Regions from separate parts of the Zea mays genome. Here region 2 is linked to region 1. Evidence: chromatin contacts called from public Hi-C data. All regions are on one chromosome and are shown on one strand. The core of a region is the stretch at or near the end of the contact, and the rest is flanking DNA. Distances in the headings are between cores, read along the strand shown.

Region 1 (2,729 bases), core at 168-2,667:
TTTGTGACGGCCCTCAGGTAGGCCATGTGCTCCAGGCTGTCTTCGCCGACGACTCCATCATGCCCCTCGGGCGTGCTGCTCCTTACCTCGGCTTGGAGCTTGTTCATCACTCGTGGTTTCCGCATGAGCTCAGCCATGGTGAACTCGAGCAGCGAAGATGTGGAGTCTATCCCCCCGATAAACACGTCCTGCAGGAGAGCTTTCATTTGCTCCCTCGTAATATGGCCGTACTCCTGTCGAACGGAGAGCAAGACATGTATGAAGTTATCGTCATCATCGTCCTTGAGATCACTCGCCGCCGCCGCCTCATACTTGCTCTCACGATCCTCGATCAGCCTATCGAGTAGCTCGTCCCACCTCCTCCTCAGTCTCTCGGACTTGGCGCGGACCAGCTTGCTGAGCACGCCGAAGCGAGCCAGGAAGGGGAAGAAGTCCTCGACGTTGAAGCCGACCAGCAGCTTGGTGGTGTCGAGGACAAGCTCCCGGAACAGCTTGTTGCGACCCTCGCTCCGGAAGGACTTGCCCATCACGGCGCGGCACGCTAGGTCGTTCGTGAACGAGCCGAGCAGCTCGCCCACGTCCACCGCCGCACCAGCGGCCGCCGCCTCGGCGATCCGGCCCATCACCACGCTCACCTACCACCAGTAGTCCAGACGTCCAGTACCAGGCAGGCACAGCGTGTGTGTCGGCCGCGTCAAATAACCGCAGTACGTAACTAACCACGCGTAGAAAATTCCATTCATGAATCATGATCAGGTAGGTACCTCTTCTTCCCGGGCGTGGCGGAACGACTGCACCCTGTTGACGCTGAGAAGGTGCGTGGTGATGAGCTTCCGCCCCCGCCGCCAGCAGTCGCCGTGCGGCGCGAACCCGACGTCGGACGGACCGTACAGGACGACCTCGGAGACCAGGGCGTGCGGCCGCGACGCGAACACGTGGTCGTGCGTGCGCAGCACGGCCTCGGCGGCGCTGGACGACGACACGACCAGCACCGGCGTGGAGCCCAGGCGGAGCAGCATGAGGTCCGCGCCAAGCGTCCTGGCGAGGCTGCGGAGGGAGACGTGCGGGAGAGAGCCGACGAGGTGCAGGTGGCCGAGGACAGGCACTGCCGGAGGCGACGGCGGGAGGCTCTGCTGCCGATCTGCAGGCTGCCGGTGGCCCCTTGTCCTCTTGGTATCGAACATTAGTGTTGTTGCTCGCGCGTTGCGCATGATGAGGAAGAGGAAGGGAGAGAGGAGCAGCAGCAGAAACAATGCTCGTAGACTCGTCACCTCATAAACGAACTGCTGCCCTGCCAGGTTCTCCATGGTAACGAAATGGTGCCGCCGCTCCGGTTTACAGAGCTCGATCGATATGGAGCTTGATATATCGCTTGCCACTTGCGAGTAGAAGACGGACACCATCGACGACCACATCATGTGTATACGTCACTCACGTGATACAAACATTTCGAATTTATTATTATTTAGAGCGATGGGATTTGGAAAGACTGTAGGCAATGATTAACCCCTAAGGCTATCTATAGTCTGACCACATATTTTTATATTTAAATTTTAGGCCCCGTTTGGTTTGAGAAACTAAAGATTAGTCCCTCTATTTTAGTCTCATTTAGTTACTAAATTATCAAACGGTAGGACTAAAACAGGGACTAAATTGCTTTAGTCCTTAGTCCCTGAAGATGTGGCTAAAAGGGACTAAACCATATTAATTCCACATTTGCCCCTCATTTAATTCAATTATACTAATAACAGGAGAATGTTAAAGGCTATTATAGTCTTTTTATGTGTCATTTAGTATATTCTTATTAATTTTAGTCCCTAGAACCAAACATGTTAGAGACTAAACTTTAGTCTCCTAACTAAACTTTAGTCCCTAGACTAAAGAAATAAGCATGGCCTTAATCTATGAATAATACAATCTAAGTTGTAAAATCGTGTTTTAAATGATCATATGGTAAACTGCTAGATAGGTTGTAATCACCCTAAAGGCTATCTCTAGTGGCTCTTCTATCTTATTACATTTCTCGCCTTCTATTTCAAACTTCACTCTATAAATAATGATATCTATACGACCATATTTACGATCTACCAAATACATATTAAACATTTATAGACACCCTAAAACTATAACGGTCGTCCCTAAAAGACACCCTAAATTTAGAAGCAGACCCTCCTACCCCTAAATCTAGTATGTTCACTCTCTTTCCCCTAAATTTTTTATGCTCTAAATTAAAAATTAAACATGGAACTAATATGTGTACCTTTTTAGACTATGACAAATACATATATGAAAAAAATAATTTAAAATATACTAGAAATATGGTGTATTATGTATAGGGAGATGATTTAGAGATACTAGTACAATGCACGTGTGTTGCACGGTATGTCAATCATCGGTCCAGTGGCAAATCAATGTGATAGACCCTCCCGACAAAAAAATAAATTTAAAATTAAAGTGGACCCTCCCCATAAAGTAAAATTAAAATTAAAGTGGGCATATGACCCACATGCCAGATATTAAACTGCATATACTACACTTTATCTTAACCAAAAAGTCGAGAAAGGCATGGGTTAAAAAGAAGACATACCCCTTTTATAGCATGCTCGGCTGCTCGTCCTCCTTCAATTAGTGAGGTGGTTGTTGAGCACCAGGTTTGGCACCTGGGCACGGTCGGATGGTCCGACCATGTGGTCTGGATGGTCTGCCGATGTAGCCTGGATGGTCTGTGA
Region 2 (2,729 bases), core at 153-2,652, 210 kb after region 1:
ACCTTAATAGATAGTAGAGATTTCAGTTGATTTATGAATATCCAAAATATTTATCTTAGCAACACAGTTCAACAACACAATTTAGCAAATATAGCAGTGAATATTCAGCTATAGGGTAAATCGGGTGGGTCACAACATACCCTGCAACTTTGGTACAGTTGAAACTAGATATCAAGATTTTTTTAACTCAACAAACCACAGCGGCGGTTCAGGTAACAAAGCCGGAGAAGGGGCAATTTCCTCTTGCGATAGCACGCACAGTCGACTCAGTTGCAACTGCGGAGGGGAGGTTGTGAACAGCGAGATCTCTGGCGTCGGCAAAGTGCGGGAGAAAAACTGAGTCGAAGAAGGCGCCATTTATCTCCATCGGATGCTCGTTGAAGCGGAAGAGGTGGAGGTCGTGGAGAGGGAGGACGCGGAGTGGAGCTGACTGAGCGGTTGCTTTGGCGTCGTCGTGGAGGCGGAGGTTGCCGAAGGACAGGATGACCGCTGTTGTATTGTTTTGCTCTCTGGCCACGCTAAAGTTGGTGAAATATGGGCCGCACCATGGATAGGAGGACAGAATGCCAAAGGCCTGGTGAAGTCTGGAGGTACGAGGTACGGGTGTTAAAGGAAGAGGGATTGTTTCTTCTAACAGGACAAACAAAGGTGGCGCAATGGTTCAAAAGTGTGCATTAGAATGGCTAATTCACTTGGTTGGAGGTTTGATCCCTCGGTCTGGCGCCTTCTTTTAATGCGCGTGGACACTATTAAGGCTTGTTCGGTTATTTTCAATCCATATGGATTGGAGGGGATTGATACGGATTGGAGGGGATTTTGACTTACTGTGGATTGAAATCCCCTCAATTCCCCTCAACCCATATGGATTGGGGTAGAACCGAACAAGCCCTTAGGCCTAGTTTGGATACTCTTGGATTAGAGTGTTTTGGAGGGATTGAAGAGTATTTAAATCCTCAATAGATCAAAAACTCTCACAATACATCTCAATCCACTCCAATCCCTCTAATTCCTAGAGTATCCAAACTAGGCCTTAGGTGGTAAAATATAGCCGGTGGCAGAACAAGGTCAGTGGCAAGTTACCTTATAGCCTAACGACATTTTGAAGCGGCTTTAATATAATTGTGGTTTCTACAAAATTTTATCTCTATAAATTATAGCTGCAACAGTCCGAAGTCCGAACATTTACAGCATCTACGCCGGCTGCAGGGAAGCCGATTTTTTTAGTTTATGAATTATATAATTTTATTTATTGAATTATATAATTTTTAATATAAATACTGTATTTTAGCAACTCAAATCTACCTTATCCGCACCGCCCGAACGAGCGCACGCCGACGAGGGTGCGCGGACGCCAGGCCTCGTGGGCAAAACCTTGCACGCAATCACGAAACTACCCTCACCACATCGCAGCGAACTACGATACAGCCCCACAGCCCTAGCTCCACCGATAAAACCCCACCTCCTCCCGTAACCCGCGCCTCCCTTCCCTTCTCCTCTCTTCCCCGAAAGAGAGGTCGCGGACGGAACCCTTCCACCCTCACCTCATCCCACAACCTTCGATTCCTTCACGATCTTACCTCGCGCGCTCGCCGATTCCTCGATCGAGTCCCGCGCGATTCGCTTTCTGGTCGGATTCTCTCCCCCGAAGCATGCAGCCGGACCAGCCTGTGATCAGCTTGCGCCCCGGCGGCGGCGGCGGCCCGCGCGCCGGCCGCCTCTTCTCCCCCGCCTTCGCCACCTCCGTCTCTGGAGACTTCCTCCGCCCGCACGGCGGGGGCGCCTCCGGCATCTCCAAGGTGAGGAAGGCTCGATCTGGATGGATGACTTGCTATCCGTAGCGAGTTCGATTGGTCTGCGGCGGGGCGGGAGGCGGAGATCCGGGGGAAACGATCGGATCTCCTTTTTAGGGGCGCTACTTAATTGTAGATGAGCTTGTCTTGGTGCCTCGTCTCATTTCGTTGTCAGATATGGGGAGATTTAGTAGTCTTCACGCCTCTTAATGAGTTTTTATTTATAAGATGTTGGTGCGTACCAAAGGATTGATACTACCTGGGATGCGATTTGGTAGATTCTGATGCATGACATGCTCCTGCCCAGGGATTCAACCCTTAGGGCTTCACTTCCGCTTGTATGTGGTCTTTGGGATACTATATGATGTGGCTAAGCAGTTAACACGAATCTTGCTTTCATTGTTATGTTGTTTATATTTCACACATGGAATTGTACTTTGTAGGTTCAACTGTTTTGTACACTGTGCACCCTGCTTCGACTGGGTTAATTTTCTTTAGTGTTTCACATACTATAGCTAATGTGAAGTTACAATGGATCTGTAGACTTATTTGTGCTACTCTGACATTGCTAATATCTTGGTGCAGATCGGAGATTCACATTTTGAGCCACGTGAGCGTGTTCGATACACAAGAGATCAACTTCTCGAGCTGCGTGAGGTATTTAATATCTGATGCTTCATACAAAGCCAATTTGTGGGTTTGAAGATTGCTACAGATGTCTTCCTAGATGGGTCACTTATATGGTTTTAAAGAATAGCACATATAATGTAGCTTGTCATATCTGAAGATTGCAGAAATTCTCTTGGAATATTATTGTATATCGGGCCTGTGGCAAAAAGAGCACACACACATTGAGAAAATGTACCCCCTCTTGCAACTGTATGCTACTGTTAAGTGTTTGTGCAGTAAAATGACATCTTTGGCCAATAATGTTTACAG

Evidence for each region. A called contact is a pair of places that touch in the nucleus more often than the background predicts.
Region 2: a contact with region 1 is called in a Hi-C map of leaf, with 6 times the contacts expected there. The contact joins the promoter of LOC103646262 here to the promoter of LOC103646260 in region 1. A contact is called at or near these places in 3 of 25 Hi-C or Micro-C datasets (leaf and tassel) and 1 of 3 datasets of contacts at active chromatin or transcription factors (leaf).

Annotation. Positions count from the first base shown.
Region 1 is chr2:33,600,818-33,603,546 of Zm-B73-REFERENCE-NAM-5.0, forward strand. It overlaps LOC103646260 (indole-2-monooxygenase-like), which reads right to left and starts at 1,418. Exons shown (of 2, transcript XM_008670988.2): 1 at 765-1,418; 2 at 1-635. The coding sequence starts at 1,418. It overlaps LOC111590966 (U2 spliceosomal RNA), which reads right to left and starts at 2,567; the gene lies at 2,376-2,567.
Region 2 is chr2:33,815,628-33,818,356 of Zm-B73-REFERENCE-NAM-5.0, forward strand. LOC103646262 (eukaryotic translation initiation factor) reads left to right here and starts at 1,403. Exons shown (of 9, transcript XM_008670990.3): 1 at 1,403-1,796; 2 at 2,376-2,447. The coding sequence starts at 1,650. It also overlaps the pseudogene LOC109944149.